2 separate regions of the Sus scrofa genome follow, and region 1 is linked to region 2. Evidence: chromatin contacts called from public Hi-C data. All regions are on one chromosome and are shown on one strand. The core of a region is the stretch at or near the end of the contact, and the rest is flanking DNA. Distances in the headings are between cores, read along the strand shown.

What was found. Hi-C and Micro-C count contacts between places; a contact is called where the count stands out from the background.
Region 1: a contact with region 2 is called in a Hi-C map of omental adipose tissue, with 1.9 times the contacts expected there. A contact is called at or near these places in 1 of 5 promoter capture datasets (liver), 28 of 47 Hi-C or Micro-C datasets (adipose tissue, alveolar macrophages, blood and 16 more) and 2 of 2 datasets of targeted methods (alveolar macrophages and skeletal muscle).

The regions. Positions count from the first base shown.
Region 1 is chr3:26,610,060-26,614,584 of Sscrofa11.1, forward strand. No RefSeq gene overlaps it. Among named protein-coding and RNA genes, the nearest start is that of SMG1, 41 kb to the right of the region's middle.
Region 2 is chr3:26,380,757-26,385,022 of Sscrofa11.1, forward strand. No RefSeq gene overlaps it. Among named protein-coding and RNA genes, the nearest start is that of COQ7, 17 kb to the left of the region's middle.

The DNA.
Region 1 (4,525 bases), core at 1,277-3,776, 230 kb after region 2:
ACAGCTCTGCTTTGACCCCTAGGCTGGGAACCTCCATGTGCCGTGCGTGTGGCCCTGAAAAGACCAAAAAAAAAGAAAGAACAAAAAAAAAATAAACATTGACCCCTGCTAATGAGCAAGCGTGCATTTATGACTGCCAACAGCAAGATTCTCTGGCTAAAATGGTCCAGAGAGTTGACTTAAAAAACGTTGATGCCAAAGGTGTCTCCAGAGAGCATGGGTCAGCAGACCTAGGCGAGTCTTGGGAATCTTTTTTTTTTCTTTTTTCTTTTTATCGCCATACCTGCGGCATATGGAAGTTCCCAGACTAGGGGTCAAATCCAAGCTGCAGCTGCTGCAGCAACATGGAATGGGAGCCACGTCTGCAACCTACACCACAGCTCACGGCAACGCCACATCCTTAACCCACTGAATAAGGCCAGGAATCGAACCCGCATCTTCTAGGATGCTAGTCGCCTTCGTTTCTGCTGAGCCACGACGGGAACTCCTGCCACTCCGTTTTAAATAAAGACATCCTCTTCCCACGGAGACGTGCTTGACATGCGTGGGTATGTGCAGAGGCAAATTCTGAAATTTTCTGTAATACATAAGTGATTCCATCTGGGATGCAAGAGAGCTGATCAAGGAAGCTGACTTTTTTTACATGATGAGCTTCAAAACTATTTGAAATTATAACCATAAATTCATAAGATTTATAATTACATTTTTAAAATCAGCTGACTTAGAGAGCCCTTCCTACAGCTCTTCCTTGCCCCACCAAGGGGCATGTGCTGAGATGGACTTTCCAGTTGAAGTGTGGCTGAAATTGGGCTCTTGCCTGTGCTGGAGAACCTAGGGCAATTGCCGAACCTTCTGGACATGGCCACAAGAGGGCGCACTGAAGTAGCCAAATTCGCTAAGGAACCAGGCGAGCCCATGGGAACCATCACGAACCCAAAGCCACCTTATTTTCAAAAGGCTGATAGAGGTCCCCACCGGGGCTTCACAGTCGGTCCCCTCGTAAGTAAATGAACATAATTGCAATTTAATTTCTTCCAATTGCATCGACAATTAAAGAGAAATTACTCCCCTTGCCTTTTCTTTTCTTTTTTCTTTTGCAATAGGCTCCTGGTAATTTCAACAATTTAATGAAGTCCTTTGTGCGGAAGCAATTGAATTTCAATGACTTTCTCCCTGGAGCTCGCCTGGTAGGTAGAATCTGCCTTCTCCGCCTACTTGTGATTTACTGGGAATCTGCCAACATCTTAATGCATCACCTTGCCTGGGCTATCTGAAGATAAATAGCCTCTTTCCTCCGAACGTATAAAGATGTCTCTCTGGCCGGCAAGATTCACTTTTTCAAGTTCAAAAGGTAGAAAATAGAAAGATTTTCCCCTGGCAGGCCCCTCCCTTTCTCCCTAACAATGGCTTCCACTGGTTATTGCCTCTCTAAGTCATTTATTCTTTTGATTTCAGATCTGCAAGCCTTTTAGTGATACCCGTTATCTACCCCAAGGGATGAAAATGAGTACCATCTGGTCCACCCTTTATTCCTCCCTTCTAGGCCTCTGGGAAAGGAGTGGACCAAAAAATATTCTACTGGTTCACAATCACCAAAAGACCGTTAATGAATGAAGGGATAAACGAAATGTGGTCTGTCCTTACAGTGGAATATTATTCAGCCATAAAAAGGAATGAACTCCATAAAAAGGAGTTCCCTGGTGGCCTAGTGGTTAAGGATTCATCATTATTATGGCTGGTGGCTCAAGTTCGATCCCTGGCCCAGAAACTTCTGCATACCATGGGCATGGCCAAAAAAGGATTCATTCATTTATTTATTGAATTTTTAAAAATATGAATAAAATAAAACAAAGCGCTGATTATTTTTTTAAAAAAGAAATGAAGTCCCAATATCTGCTACATCATAGATAAATCTCAAAAACATCAGGCTAAGTGAAAGAGGCCAGACACATATTGTATGACTTCATTTATACAAAATGTCCAGGGAGTTCCCACCATGGTGCAGTGGAAACAAATCCAACTGGGAACCATGAGGTTATGGGTTCGATTCCTGGCCTCACTCAGTCAGTTCAGGATCTGGAGTTGCCATGAGCTGTGGTGGTAAGTCGCAGATGCGGCTCAGATCTGGCATTGCTGTGGCTGTGGTGTAAGCCGGCAGCTGTAGCTCCAACCTGACCCCTAGCCTGGGAACTTCCAGATGCCGCGGGTGTGGCCCTAAAAAGCAAAAGAAAAACATTTCAGAATTTTATCATAACCAGGATGAACTAATAGCAAGCTGGATTATCTCCTCCTGGAATGCATTAGTGAAGCTTCTCCACAGCAACAGAAACAGCAAGATATATCTGATACATACGTAAGAGTGAACACGATAAGGAATTGGCTCACATATAGAGATAGAGGCTGAAGAAGGCCAGATCCGTAGTCACGAGGATGGAGACCCAGGAGAGCCCCCGAGGGGTGATGTCGTTTTAGTCTGAGTCCAGAGCCCTGGGCACCAGGAGGACCAATGCCGTGGGTTCCAGGCCAAGTCCCAATCCAAAGACAGAAGACTGATGTCCCAGCTGGAAGGCAGTCAGGTGGTCTCATCCAGAGACACCAGCACAGACACACCCAGAAGCATGTTTGACCAATTATCTGAGCACCCCAGTGGCCCAGTCGAGTTGATACACGAAATTAATCATTACAAGGTAGAAACCCGGCTCAAGGAGGCCTAGGAAATTCAAACTCAATTCTCCTTCAGCCACCTGGGTTCTTGTACTGGGTTGATATGGTGCTAGGTCATAAGGACTATGAAAGCTTTGTGAATACTTTGCTGACTGAGACCCCCTCTAGGAATCCCCTAAATCAGGGACCATCATGATTCTCTATAAGTTTTATTAAAATGTCTTTGTCCGAGTTCCTGTCATGGTGCAGCGGAAACAAATCCAACCAGAAACCACGAGGTTGGGGGTTCGATCCCTGGCCTCGCTCAGTGGGTTAAGGATTCGACATTGCCACGAGCTATGGTGTAGGTCGAAGACAAGGCTCGGATCCGGCGTTGCTGTGGCTGTAGCCTAGGTCAGTGGCTACAGCCCTGATTCGACCCCTAGCCTGGGAACCTCCATATGCTGCAGGTGAGGCCCTAAAAAGACAAAAAGAAAAAAAGAAAACGAAAAAAAGAAATGCAGAATCACAAGGACAGCCCCAGACCTACTGATTCAGAATCTGCATTTTAACAAGAACTTCCAAGTGAGGGTTTTTTTGTTTGTTTGTTTTAAAAATTGAGATGTAATTCACCTAAGTTCCTTATTTATTATTATTATTATTATTTTGGCATCACCCACAACATATAGAGGTTCCCAGGCCAGGGATCAAATTCGAGGCAAAGCTGCAACCTATGCCACAGCTGCAGCAACATCGGATCCTTAACGGACTGAGCTAGGCTGGGGATTGAACCTGAGCTGCCACAAAGACAACACCAGATCCCCAGATCCCTAACCCCTTGCACGGCCACGGGAGCTAAGTTCACTGTTTAAAAATGTACAATTCTTGTATATTTGCAAAGATGCACATTCATTACCACTAATTCCAGAATATTTTCCTGTCCCCAAACATCATTCCCACATTCTTTTTTTTTTTTTTTTATCTTTTTGCCTTTTCCAGGGTCGCTTTTGCGGCATATGGAGATTCCCAGGCTAGGAGTCGAATCGGAACCGTAGCCACCAGCCTACGCAACAGCCACAGCAACTTGGGATCCGAGCCGCATCTGCAACCTACATCACAGCTCTCGGCAATGCCGGATCCTCGACCCACTGAGCAAGGCCACAACCTTATGGTTCCTAGTCGGATTCGTTAACCACTGCGCCACGATGGGAACTCCCATTCCCACATTTGTAAATAGCTAAACATGGATCTACAAATATCTTTTATAAACTTGCTTTCAATTCTTTGGAAGAATTGAAATTCAGAACTTCAGAATTCTGAAATTTTACTTCAGAATTTCAGAAGTAAAATTTCTGGCTCATATGGTTTATTTTTCTTTAAATTTTTTCTTTTTTTTTTGAGGAACCAATACACTGTTTTCCATAGTGGCTGCACCATTTCACATTCCTGCTCTCAATGCACAGGTCTAACAATTTCTCTACATGCCCGCCAACACCTGCTGTTTTCTGTTTTTGTTTGTTTGTTTGTTTTCTGATACTGATATTGTAATGAGGTGGTATCTCAAGGTTTGATTTGGGTTGCCTTAATGATTAGTGATGTTGAGCATCTTTTCATGTGCTTATTGGCCATGTGTATATCTTCTTTAGAGAAATGTCTATTCAAGTCCTTTGTCCATTCTTTTTTTCTTCTTAGGGCCACATCTGTGGTAGATGGAAGTTCCCAGGCCAGGAGTCAATTCAGAGCTGTAGCTCCTAGCCTACACCACAGCCACAGATCCAAGCTGCGTCAGCAACCTACACTGAAGCTCACGGCAACGCTGGATCCTTAACCCACTGAGACAGGCCAGAGAACAAATCCACATCCTCATGGATAGTAGTGAGGT
Region 2 (4,266 bases), core at 780-3,279:
GTATTAAAAGACCAGATTTGCTGCTGTTTGCTTAGCATCCCCTTCCGAATTGATAGCTGATGTTTTATGCTTCTGAGAGCTTCTAGAAGAAGGCCAGAGAGATTTTCTGAATCCCCCTTTGATTGCTTTTAATTCCATTACAGCTTGTTCTCGTGTATTAACAAGGTAATCTTGTCTTTCTCTTACTTTACTGCTCTGAACTTTCAGGGGAAATGTGATTTTAAAATTGGACACTGTCCAAAGATGATGCCAGCATGACAAAGGGTGTTATTCTTACAAGCAGTATAATTCTAGAGGTGTGATCTGAGCCATCATTCTTTGCATGCTTTTGATTCCCTTTCTACTCACAACAACAGCAGCGTTATCATTCAAAAGCATGTTAGAAGTGTAGAATTTGGGTCTCTTCCCCAGACCTACTGAATCAGAATCATCATTTTAACAAGATGTGATGGGTTTTTGTTTTTTTAGGGCTGCACCCACAGCATATAGAAGTCCCAGACTAGGAGTCAAACTGGAGCTGGAGCTGCCAGCCACAGCCACAGCAATGCCAGATCCTTAACCCACTGAGCGAGGCCAGGGATCGAACCTTCATCCTCATGGATACTAGTTGGGTTTGTTATCACTGAGCCATGACGAGAACTCCAGGATATGATGGTTTTAAAGTATGTCCAGATTCCTTGATACTCCTCTGTTTGGTGGAGCTTAATTCTCCTTGCCTTGAGGGTGGGCTGGCCTTAGTGACTTGTTTGTAATAAACGATGTGGCAGAAAATGATGGGGTGCATCTCCCAAGGCTGCTAAGTCATAAAGACCTTGTAAGCTCCTCCTTCCTAGAATCACTCACTCTGGGGAAACCAGCTGCCATGTGGTGAAGACACCCCACACTCAGTGAACTTTTGTGGAGAGGGTCACATGGCCAAGCACTGAGGCCTCCTGACAACAGTCATGGTGTGTGACGTCTTGCAAGTGACTACTTCAGCCCCCATCAAGCCTTCAGATGACATGCCTGCAGCCAACATCCTCACTGCAACCTCCTGAGAGACCCAGAGCCAGAAGTGCCCCGTGGAGTCACACCTGGTTTCCTGACTCTCTGTAACTATGTTAGATGATAAACATTGGTTGTTTTCAGCTGCTGGGTTTGGGGTTGATGTGACCTGAGCCACTGCAGTGACAAGGCTGGATCCTTAACCCGCTGAGCCACCAGGGAACTCCTATCTTGTGCCTCTTGATCTGAAACGTACATTTTTCACTTTGTGACTGATATTGGCCATCTTTCCAAGTCAGTACCTGTAGCTCCACCTCATCTCTCCGGCTGGCTGCTCTTTCACAGCCGGGCCACCAGGACCGCGCAGCCCTGCTCCACCACCACCCCGAGCACTGTCCTTACAGCTGCTGGCACTGGGTTCCGACCACTCCCTCAGGCGCTGCGGTCCTTGTGTGGGCTTCGCAGTGGAGGAAACACTAAGTCCTGGAGAGGCTTGAACTTGACCATTTGGCAGCACAGCCTCTTAGATCTTCTTGTCCTTCATCAGTGGGCATTTGGGTTATTAACACAGAATCTGGGGACCTTTGATGCTTTAGAGACCACCCCTGAAGACAGTCTCTAAGGAATTTCAGAGGCGGGACCCCTTGGGGTCCTTAACCCACCTGTCTGCAGATCCCGAACTTCTCTGACAATATGATAAAAACCTATATGATAAAAACCTTGGGCTTCCTTAAGGCCTTTTGATCCCGCTGCTCTGAGAAGAAAGCCTGACCTTTCCCAGCTGCCAGGAACAAAAGATCCCTTTCCTCAAAATCGTTCTTTGCCTCTGCAGGAGCACCAAGCACTTTTCTACTGAATATGTTATCAAAGGTTAAAAAGGCTCCTCTTGCCTTTGGGGACATGTCTCCTCCCACTCCTGCTCCCGAAATGGCAGCCCTGCAGGGCTGTGACTGAACCCCACCGGGCCTTTGATCAGGATCATGTAGAAGATCTGTGGCTGAGCGCGCCAAGGGCGGGGAAGGGCGCAGGCTTCCCCGCGGCCACCAGAGGGCACCCTCGCCCCGGCCTTCCGAGTCCGCGGCCAGCCGCCCGCCCCGCCCGTCACTGCAGGACGTCAGCGGGACACGCCTGGCGGTCAAGGCCAGGTCATTGTGGTGGTAACCCGGCCTCCTGATCTCCGCGGTCCCGCCGTCGGACCGGAGTGGAATGTCAGGTTCACACACTGCGAGTTGCGGCGGGCTCACCGAGCTGCTCCAGTCCGCGCTGGCTCCCTGACTTGAGAGTACTTATCGGGAAGGACGCAATTTCTTCTTCAGGAAAGGGAGAGAGGAAAACAGTGGGGGTCGATTCGTCTCCGTCTGTTGGGATCACACGATGAAACCGGCTTCAAGCGTCATGCAACGTCCCAGGGGCCCCACGAGAAGGTTCATTCCTTGGTTCGTGCTGCCCCCTGGACACGTGCCTTCCTCCAGTCCACGTGCTCAGCGCTTTGCCTGATGAAGGCTGTCTGCCCTTCCAAACTGCCATCTCTTAGGCGAAGTCGACCCCCTACCCCACCCTTCCCGCCCCCGCCGCCTCTCCCAACCCCCAGGCCTCAGCTTCTTGCATTGGCATTGGAGGCTATCCTTATCTGCTTCCTACCATCTCCAGCCTGGCGCAAGCTGCTCAAAGTCAAGCTTTCCCCACGCCTGGTTTAGCAGGCCCAAGGCCAGTGTTTGATAAACTACGCTAAAAAATCATGTGGACTCGGAGAATGGAACAAAAGTAATTTATAATTGATGACAAACCATCCTTCTGATCTCAATTGAATGTACCTAGAAGCTTTTGGATCAAAAGTATCAAGTGGGCAACCTTGTGTGAGCGCTTTTCCGTCCTCTTGCTCATCTGCAGCCCAACGCCTGGCAAACTGTTAACCCCTCGTCATGTCTCCGCACCTTCCTTTGAATTGTTTTTTATTCATTGCTGCTGTGTTTTGGTTTTTCTGAGATTTTTTTTGTTGTTTTTCTTTTTTTTTTTTCTGCTTTTTTTAGGGCTCTACCCCCCGGCATATGGAAGTTCCCAGGCTAGGGTTCCAATCCCAGCTACAGCTGCTGGCCTACACCACAGCCACAGCAACACCAGATCTGGGTCTCATCTTCGACCTACACCACAGCTCATGGCAACGCCAGATTCTTAACCCACTGAGCAAGGCCAGGGATCGAAGCCATATCCTCATGAATCCTAGGGGGGTTGGTCGACCACTGAGCCATGAAGGGAACTCCTATTCTGGGTATTTCTATAAGAGCCTTTTCGGTTGTGATAAACTTTTTTTTTTTTTTTTTTTTGTATTTAACTCTTCCTATTTTATTTTATTTTTTATTTTTAAAAAATTTTTTTATTTTCCCACTGTACAGCAAGGGGGTCAGGTTATCCTTACCTGTATACATTACAATTACATTTTTTTTCCCCACCCTTAGTTCTGTTGCAACATGAGTATCTAGACAAAGTTCTCAATGCTATTCAGCAGGATCTCCTTGTAAATCTATTCTAAGTTGTGTCTGATAAGCCCAAGCTCCCGATCCCTCCCACTCTCTCCCCCTCCCATCAGGCAGCCACAAGTCTTTTCTCCAAGTCCATGATTTTCTTTTCTGAGGAGATATTCATTTGTGCTGGATATTAGATTCCAGTTATAAGTGATATCATATGGTATTTGTCTTTGTCTTTCTGGCTCATTTCACTCAGGATGAGATTCTCTAGTTCCATCCATGTTGCTGCAAATAGCATTATGTCATTCTTTTTTATGGCTGAGTAGTATTCTATTGTGTATATATACCACATCTTCCGAATCCAGTCATCTGTCGATGGACATTTGGGTTGTTTCCATGTCCTGGCTATTGTGAATAGTGCTGCAGTGAACATGCTGGTGCATGTGTCTCTTTTAAGAAGAGTTTTGTCCGGATAGATGCCCAAGAGTGGGATTGCGGAGTCATATGGAAGTTCTATGTATAGATTTCTAAGGTATCTCCAAACTGTTCTCCATAGTGGCTGTACCAGTTTACATTCCCACCAACAGTGCAGGAGGGTTCCCTTTTCTCCACAGCCCCTCCAGCACTTGTTATTTGTGGATTTATTAATGATGGCCATTCTGATTGGTGTGAGGTGGTATCTCATGGTAGTTTTGATTTGCATTTCTCTTATAACCAGTGATGTTGAGCATTTTTTCATGTGTTTGCTGGCCATCTGTATATCTTCTTTGGAGAAATGTCTATTCAAGTCTTTTGCCCATTTTTCCATTGATTGATT